Linked DNA regions of Anser cygnoides: region 2 is linked to region 1. The links are chromatin contacts, called in public Hi-C maps. All regions are on one chromosome and are shown on one strand. The core of a region is the stretch at or near the end of the contact, and the rest is flanking DNA. Distances in the headings are between cores, read along the strand shown.

What was found. A called contact is a pair of places that touch in the nucleus more often than the background predicts.
Region 2: a contact with region 1 is called in a Hi-C map of liver, with 10 times the contacts expected there. The contact joins the promoter of SORBS3 here to the promoter of XPO7 in region 1. A contact is called at or near these places in 2 of 7 Hi-C or Micro-C datasets (both in liver).

What each region holds. Positions count from the first base shown.
Region 1 is chr26:2,053,326-2,057,950 of Taihu_goose_T2T_genome, reverse strand. XPO7 (exportin 7) reads right to left here and starts at 2,308. Exons shown (of 28, transcript XM_066983354.1): 1 at 2,153-2,308. The coding sequence starts at 2,170.
Region 2 is chr26:2,275,243-2,279,867 of Taihu_goose_T2T_genome, reverse strand. SORBS3 (sorbin and SH3 domain containing 3) reads right to left here and starts at 2,216. Exons shown (of 19, transcript XM_066983358.1): 1 at 1,880-2,216; 2 at 381-480; 3 at 16-284. The coding sequence starts at 1,918.

The DNA of each region.
Region 1 (4,625 bases), core at 1,059-3,558:
AGAGCAGGCAACATGCCACATGGCAGCGACGACGATTTTTAAGTGGCACAAAGCTACGTATTTTTAAAAAAATTCAAAACGAACGGAACATCCGACCCACAAAGCCACAGAACCGATCGCCACCCTACAACGAACACTCTCCCACAGCAATATTCACTCCCAGCAAGCGCATCCCGTTTTAGGGCAACAGCCTGGAAAACATCTAAGAGGTAAGAAAAGCAGAAGGAAGATGAAACGAATCGGTTTCCAAGGCAGAGGGGGAAAGGGGAACAGGATTCATATTCGCCCGCGAAGCTAGTTCTCCTGCTGTCCTCAGTGCTTTCCTCTGCTTCTGCTGCGAACAAGTTTAGGCAACGCTTGCAAGCCCCGGATCCGACAGAAATATGCATTCAAAAAAAGGTCGCGTAAGTTCTTGGAGAAACGGACAAGCCGGCGTGCAGCAATTCACTTCAAGGCTGGAGGAGCTCTCAGCCACCCAAAATCGCCCGATTCTCGCGGCCCCTGCACCAGCACCACTTCGGTTCCAGACACCGAGCGGCCTCCCCTGGAAGAGGAGCTCACCGGGAAGGCATCGCGCGGTATCACCAGCGCCACGCGTGGGCCCTCTGACTTCGCATAATCTGCAGTTTTTAAAGACCTACGAGAACGCGATGTTCTCCCTGGGTACAGCCCTAAAAGTTCATCACCCTAGCGCTCCGTATTGCGAACGACTCCAGCGCAGATCCAGTCCCAAATATCGTTTTTGTGCCCCATCGGGTGCTGGCAAACAGCTACAACTCCAGACTTCACGCACAACCCAACCAAAGCTCTCACAGGGCAGCAGCACGACTGTAGGAACCTTCTAAACTCTGTTGTATTTATCCGCAAGCCCCAGATCCTGTTAAAACAGGACCAAATCCCACAGCACGTGCCATAGAACCAGCCCTCGGTTATTCACACCGAGGGACAACATCTCCTGGTGATGCTGGATAACTCAACAACCGATCTGTTAAACGAATATTATGCCTGACGGCCTGCGCAACTTCGCTCAAATAACGCCAAGATGACCGGAGTTTCACGCGAGGGAAAGACCTCTCCCCCCAAAAATTTAACCTATCGACAAAACCACTGCGTCCTCCTGCCACAAAGCGATCCAGAGCCAGTTCTGAAGCCAACCTAGCGCTCTCTTTGCTGCCGGGAGCTACATGAGGGCTCTTCAGAGCTGCTGCTGGCTGCCTTTACCTGCGGCGGGGAGAAGAAAAAGAGGATAAAAAGCGCTCAGAGCACCCCCAGCCACGACGCCGAGCGATCCCTCCGCCTCCGCCCGTCCCACACAGGCACCGCGCCAGGCTGCAGGTGCCTGACCCCTGCTTGCAAACAAGTTTTCCCTGGGAGCCAAACATCTCCCGAGCCCCCGTCGTTAAACTTTAACCCCCGGAGCCGTGACCCAGCGATGGCGGAGCCCAAACTTCCACTTTCTCACCCCAATATTTAACAAAGAGCCAGGCAGGGCTTCGGAGCGGCGAGGGCAGCTTTACCCAGGCCTGCAGCAGGGTTTTGAGGGCAGGGAGACGAATTTTGTTTTTTTTTTAGTGAAAGGAGAGCGGGTTTTTAAAGGGAAAGAGGGGAATTTGGAGGACTGGGGGGGAAATATGGGGGGTAACGCAGCGACCCCCTCCTCACCCTGGTGTCCAGCGCCCCCACACGGGGCTGAGCAGCGGGGAAGCAGCTCCTGAGGGGGTGCTGAGGGGATCCTGAGGGGGGTGCTGAGGGGGTGCTGAGGGGGGTGCTGAGGGGATCCTGACGGGATCCTGAGGGGGGTGCTGAGGGGATCCTGAGGGGGGTGCTGAGGGGATCCTGAGGGGATCCTGAGGGGGGTGCTGAGGGGATCCTGAGGGGGGTGCTGAGGGGATCCTGACAGGGGTGTTGAGGGGGTGTTGAGGAGGTGCTGAGGAGATCCTGATGGGATCCTGAGGGTGTGCTGAGGGGATCCTGACGAGATCCTCCCCCCCCCCTTAGGCCCCGCCGCCCCGCCGCCCCTTCCCCGCCCCCCCCCGGGCCCCCTTTCAACCCCGCGGCCGGCCGAGGCCTCGCCCCGGGAAGGCTCCGAGGCCCGGAGGAGAGGCCGGGCGGGCCGGGGCGGCCCCCCGGGGCCGGGCGGGCCCCCCCTCACCTGCACATGGTCCGCCATCTTGCGCCATTCATGCTCCGCTCCCCCCGCCTCCGCCGGGCCCCGCCGCGCGCCCGCCTCTCCCCCCCCCGCCCCTGCCCCTTCTTCCCCCAAGCGCCGCCGGAGCCGCTGCGCATGCGCGCCGCCCCGCCCCGCCGCCCCGCCGCGCCTGCGCGCGCCGCCCGGCCGCGCCCCAGCCGGCGCGCGCGCTGCTGCTGCCGCCGCTGCCGCTGCGCCCCGCGTGACGTCACGGCGCTGCGCGGCGCGGGGAGGGGTTGAGGTGTGTGGGGGGGTGGGGCTTAAAGGGGACGCGGCCTGCGCGCCGTGACGGGGCCTGAGGGGAGCCAGTGCCACCAGTGTAACCAGTACACAGCCCCAGTGCCCCCAGTGTCACCAAGGCCCAGTATCAGTGCTCCCAGTGTCCCCAAAGCCCAGTATCAGTGCTCCCAGTGCCACCAGTACATAGCTTCAGTGTTCCCGGTGCCCAGCACCAGTGCCCCCAGAGGAGAACACCAGTGCTCCCAGTGCCTGCAGGGCCCAACGCCAGTGCTCCCAGTGCCACCAATACACAGCTCCAGTGTCCCCAGTGCCCCCAGAGCCGAACACCAGTGCTCCCAGTGCCTGCAGGGCCCAATACCAGCGCTCCCAGTGCTTCCCAGTGCACAGCTCCAGAGCTCCCAGTACACCTAGTGCCACCAGTGCACAGCTCCAGTGTTCCCAGTGCCCACCACCAGTGCTCCCAGTGCTTCCCAGTGCACAGCTCCAGTGCTCCCAGTGCCTGCAGGGCCCAACACCAGTGCTCCCAGTGCCTGCAGTGCCCAGCACCAGTGCTCCCAGAGCAGAGCACCAGTGCTCCTAGGGCCACCAGCGCACTGCTCCAGTGCTCCCAGTACTCCCAGTACATGTAGAGCCCAGTACCAGTGCTCCCAGTGCCCAGGACCAGTTCTCCCAGTGCCTCCAGCGCTCCCAGTGCCTGCAGGGCCCAACACCAGTGCTCCCAGTGTCTGCAGAGCTCAGTGCCAGTGCTCCCAGTGCCTCCCAGTGCCTGCAGGGCCCAACACCAGTGCTCCCAGTGTTCCCAGTGCCCCAAGTGCACAGCTTCAGTGCCCCCAGAGCCCAACACCAGTGCTCCCAGTGCCTCCAGTGCCTGCAGGGCCCAACACCAGTGTCTCCCAGTGCCTGCAGAGCTCAGTACCATAGCTCCCAGTGCTCCCAGTGCCATCAGTGCACAGCAACAGTGCTCCCAGTACTACCAGTGCACAGCACCAGTGCTCCCAGTGCCTGCAGGGCCCAACACCTGTGCTCCCAGTACCCCCAGAGCCAAACACCAGTGCTCCCAGTGCCCCACACCACTGCTCCCATTGCCTGCAGGCCCAGTACCAGAACCCAGCACCAGTGCCCCCAGTGCTCCCAGTGCCCAGCACCGGCGCTCCCAGTTAGCGCAGGCCCCGCCCCGCCGCCCCACCCCAGTGCTCCCAGTGCTCCCAGTGACCCCAGCCCGGCCCCCCCAGTCTCTGCCCGGTGCGGGCCGAGGCGGAGGCGGCCGCGGGCGCCCCCTGGCGGCAGGAGACGGGAGGCACCGGGGGGCGGGCAGCGGGGGGGGGGGCAGGGCTTTGCATGCACCTAGGGATCCAATGCATGCACCGAGGGATCCAGTGCTCTGCATGCATGGAGGGATCACACGTATGCACCGAGGAATCCAGTGCTTTGCATGCACTGGGGGGTCCCCTTCATGCACCGAGGGATCCAGTGCTTTGCATGCATGTAAGGATCACATGTATGCACTGAGGGATCCAGTGCTTTGCATGCACCAAGGGATCCCATGCACGTACCAAAGGATCCAGTGCTTTGCATGCACTAGGGGGACCCCTGCATGCACCGAGGGATCCCATGCTTTGCATGCTCCGAGGGATCCAATGCATGCACCAAGGGATCAAGTGCTCTGCATGCATGGAGGGATCACACGTATGCACCGAGGGATCCAGTGCTTTGCATGCACCAAGGGATCCCGTGCACGTGCCAAGGGATCCAGTGCTTTGCATGCACTAGGGGGACCCCTGCATGCACCGAGGGATCCCATGCTTTGCATGCTCCGAGGGATCCAATGCATGCACCAAGGGATCAAGTGCTCTGCATGCATGGAGGGATCACATGTATGCACCGAGGGATCCAGTGCTTTGCATGCACCAAGGGATCCCGTGCACGTGCCAAGGGATCCAGTGCTTTGCATGCTCCAAGGGATCCCCTGCATGCACTGAGGGATATGCATGTAAGGATCACACGTATGCACTGAGGGATCCAGTGCTTTGCATGCACTGGGGGGTCCCCTGTGTGCACCGAGGGATCCAGTGCTTTGCATGCATGAAGGGATCCTCTGCATGCACCAAGGGATCCAGTGCTTTGCATGCTCCAAGGGATCCCCTGCGTGCACCGAGGGATCCCATGCTTTGCATGCTCCGAGGGATCCAGTGCTTTG
Region 2 (4,625 bases), core at 967-3,466, 220 kb before region 1:
GCGTCCCCGACTCACCGACCGCGAGGCGATGGGCATGCCCGTCTCGTCCACCGGCCCGATGCCGTCGTACTTCACCCAGCGCCTCTCCCGCCGCTTGCTGTCCTTGGTCCACGTGGCCGACCAGCCCGGCGGCCGCGGGCCGCTGGGGGTGGGGTGTGGGGGCGCGGCAGCCCCCGGGCCCTGCATGGGGTCCTGAGTGGGTGCTGGGGTGCTGGGCGCCTTCGCCTCCTTGGCCGGCCAGGTCTGGTACCACTCGTTTGCTGGGGATGAGGCGATGGGGGCCGCTGCGACACCCGTGGGCGTCGCCGAGCAGCGCGTGGGGCAGCTGCTGGATCCCAAGGGGGCAGGGCAGGCGCCCCAGGGGTGCTCGGGGCAGGTACCTGCGGTTCTGGGGGCCGCTCGGACGTGCTCAGCTGGGGAGGGGTCGTGGAAGTCGAAATTCAGCGTGTTGGAGCCGCGGTGGCGGATGACGGGCACCTGCTGCACGAGGACGGGGCGAACGGGGGGGGGGGGGGGTTGAGGAGCAGCTCCCCAAATCCCCCCTCGACAGGCACAGGGGTCCCGCAGCCCCCGGCCCCGCTCACCCCCGTCACCACACGCTGCGCGGGCCCCCACAGCCCCGCCGGGGGGCAGAGGGGCACGTCCTCCGGGCTCAGAGCCAGGATAGGGCCCCCCCATGGCCGCGGGGCGCACGGACGCAGCCGCGGGGCTGCCCGTGCCCTGCGGGGAAAGCGGCTGTGCTCACGGCAGGTCCGTGCCCCCCAGCCCCCCTCGGGGCTCCCCCACTTGTTCTCCACGTGGGCATGGACGGATGCAGCCCCCCGGGCTTGGCATCAGCTTCAGGAAACCCCCACTCGAACCCACGTCCCCCCGCCACGGGACGGCCCCGTGCCCCCCCCCGGCTTTGCCAGCTCCACTCCGGGGCTCTGCCTGGGGGCCCCCAAAATCCCCGCCGGCCTTTTAAGGGAGAAAAGAAACCAGGGGAGGGACGGCGCGGTGGCCAAGTGGTGGCACATCGTCCCGGCATCCCGGTGCCGGCCACATCCCCGCCGTGCCGTGCCAGGAGCCGCTGGGCAAAGCGTGCCCGCCGGTGCCCTCGTGCCCGGGCATGTGGGGGCAGCGGGAGCGGGCGCAGCCTCCCGGGGCCGCGACGAAACAGAAAGTCGAAAGTATTTCCCCACCCTGCAGAGCAAACAGGGAGGGGAGGAGAAGCGGGAGGAGAAGCAGCAGGAGGAGAGCAGCAGCGGGAGGAGCGGGAACGGCGGCAGAGGCGCAGCTCATGAGTCACCGCCGCAGCGCGCTGCCAGGGCTGCAGCGCGGGGTGGGGGCGCCCCGGGATGGGACCCCCCGGTCCCCGTCACCCCCTTGTTCCCCCACCGTGGGATGGCTCCAGCACGAGGGGAGCCCTTTGGGGTGCTGTCAGCCGGGTGCAGGGCAGGGGACACCCGTGTCCTGCCCGCCCCATGCCCGGGAGCCCCCCGAGCATCACCACGCGCACCTGGGCACGGCAGGGCCGCGTTGTGCCCCTAACCCGTGGGACCCCTTGGTGTAGGGTCTTGGACACCTCGGGGGATCCTGGCACGGCCCCGACACCTCGCAGACCCCTCCTCAAAAAGCAAGCTGGCCGAGAAGCCCCTCCCTGGTGCGTTCTCGCCCCCAGCACCCCGCACCCCAGGTGTCACCTCCGTGGGACCCCCGGCTCCCCGATCCCACCACCACCAGCTCCGCACTGAGCACGCCCGCAATTAACGGGATTAACACCCCGGGAGAGATTCGCCCTAGGGCAAGCAAAGCCGGGTGCAGGCACCCACACCCCCTGCACCCCATCCAACCCCCGCGCGCCCCCCCTGCACCCCCCCCCCCCGGAGCCAGCTCTTACCTCCCGGGCTGGGGGCCCGCGGGCAGCGGGGCTGCGCATGGGGCCCGTGGAGCCCCGCGGGGCGCGGGACGGAGGCGGTGGGCGGCGGGGGGAGCGGGGAGAAGCAGGCAGGGGAGAGGAACGCGCGGCCCGAGATGTTTCGCCGCAAGCTCAGCGCTCAGCGGGTGGGTGGCGGGGAGAGGCCCCCCAAGCCCGCACCCCCCTGCGGCATCTCCAAGCCGCCCCCAACCCCCAAAGCAGCAGCAGCCCCCGGCCCCACGGTTGATCCCGCGGCGCCCGAGCTCTCCGGCGGGTGCCCGCGTGCCCTGGCCCCCCTGGGGCGCGTTCGTCCCCCCCACCCCCCCCAGCGCGCCCCGCTCTGGAGCAGGGCCGGCCCATTCAGAGTTTCCAGTGACATTTCCAGGAACGGGATCCAGGGAGCAGAGCCAAGAGGCTGAACTCATCCCACGCCCCGCGCACGCCTTCCCGCTGACGACACGGGGCCAGCCCGGCGCCGACGGCCCCCCGCTGCAGGCACCCCCCGGTGGGGTCCTCCCTGCTGGCCCGGGGGGCTTCTGGAGAGGGGTTTTGGGGCGAAAATCGCTTGGTGAGGGGGGAAGGAGTGGGGAGAGGGGCTCTGCGCTGCCCCACAACCCCACCACGGGGCGCACGGACAAAGCAATCCCCGTCCCCACTGCCGCCTGGTTTCCTACGGTGACCTCCTGTCCCTTTGGGGGGCCACAATCTGGGGACCCCCCCCGTTGGACGTCCCCCATTCCCTGGTGCCCCAGGGTGGGCGCGCGCCCCCCCGAACCCACCTCATCACCTCCGGGTGCGCCCCGGCCTCGGCCACTCTCGCCCGCCGCTCGCTTCCCGGTTTCGCCGCTCCCCAAAACTGCTGACAGCCCCGAAACCGGGCAGCCCCGGCCCTCCCCTGCCCCGTGCTCCTCACGTGAGCTCCGGCCTCCCCCGCCAGCAGCGGAGGCTCGCGGGAGGGAGGCTTTGGTGCCAGCCGTCCCCACCGAGAAGCTGCGGACGGGGACGAAGGCGCCAGCTGGGGCGGGCACGGCGCGGGGCACCCAAGGGACAAAGGTGACGGAGCGGGCGTGCTCCCCGCTCCCGGAGGCAGGAGGACACGGATCCCCACGGGGAAAGGAGGCCAGCCCCGTGAGCTGCGGGGAGGCAGCACGGGAGCAATTTGGGGGGGCAGCAATTTGGGGGGGGCATCAATTTGGGAGGCTGGCGGCACAGCCCGCGGTGCTGGGGACGGGGTTAAACCCCACAGCGGAGCCCCCAGCCCGTCCTCCGCCCCGGTCACCCCGCCACGTCCCCAGTGACATCTGGAGGTCACGGCCTCCGCTGGCGCTGCCCTCCACGGGCAGCAGAGCCCACCCTGGCCCCCCACCACCACCAGGGCTCCCTTTTGGGAACCGCCTCCCCCCCGGCGGCACCGCACTCACCTCGGCAGCCTCCGGGCAGCGTCCCCGTGCCGCCGGCCTCCCTCCCTCCCTCCCTCCCTCCGCCCTGCTCCCAGCACCAGCCTCCGCTCGCAGATAAATATTTAACGCGCAGCCCGGGCCAGGATTAACAAAGGGCGAGTGTTTCCTGTTTGCTCAGCGCGGCGATGCCAGGCGGGAGCGCGCCGCGAGGCCGGCGACGGCCACGGGACAGCGAGGCCGGAGGGGAGCCCCCCTCCCGGGGAGCGAGGCCGGAGGCTGCCCCCGTCGGGGGGTAAGGCTGGGGAGAAGGATGAGCGGGAGGCGGTCCTGGGATGCGGCCCTGGAAGGGGGTGCAGGCGAAAAAAGGGTGAGGGGGACGAGGCGGGGATGGGAGAGGCGTGGAGAGCACATGGGGAGGCAGCCTCGACGGCGGGAGGCAGGGCCTCCGCTCCTCCAAGGAGCTCTGGAGAGCGAGGAGGAGGATGTGGAGGGCAAAAACAGGAGTCAGCAGCCCGCCCTGACTGCACGAGGAACGTTATTTGGTTATTTACCCATCTCAAGGGGCGAGGAGAGGAGGCTGAGGGCTCTCCAACAAGGCGAGGCCAAGCACCGAGGCGCAGCGGCAGGGCCGGAGCCGTCGGCGCGACGCTGCCCTCACCCCGAGGCGACACCAAAAAGGGGCCCCCAAATCCCTCGTCCCCTCCCTCCCCAAGGCCAGGCAGGGCTGCCCCCAATAAACCACAGCGGAGCCGAGTGACGGTGTCAATTTTTAACTTTTTTTTTTTCTTTTTTTTTCTCCTTAAAGATGACTTCCGATTTACATTAAGACAGTTCTAACAAATTCATTCCTTGTTCACAAAAAAAAAAAAAAGAAATTATATTAAATAATTTCTGCCAATAAATAACATTTTCACCAGTAATTTTTTTTTTCCTTTAAACATAACTAAAAAAAGCAAGAAACAAAAAAAAATAAACAAACAACAACAAAAAAAATAAGGAGGCAGTCTCCAGGCAACGGGCGTTAAAAGATCCTTCAAGCATCGAGAACCCTAAAAAAAAAAATCACCGTCCCCCGCACCCAGCACGCGGCCCCCGCGGGGCTCCGGGTCCCACCCGGGGGGCGATGGCACGGCGGCGAGGGGTCCTCCCACCAAACCCCGCGCCCGACCCGGCGCTGCCTCCCCTCCTCGTTACATGCACCTTGCTCTAACATGCAAAAAAAAAAAACAAAACCCAGGCTGCGAGGCCACAGCCTGCGGAGGAGCGAGCGCGCCGCCCGCCCTTCCCCTCGTGCTCACGGCGGCGTGGTTTTTTTTTTTGGGGGGGCG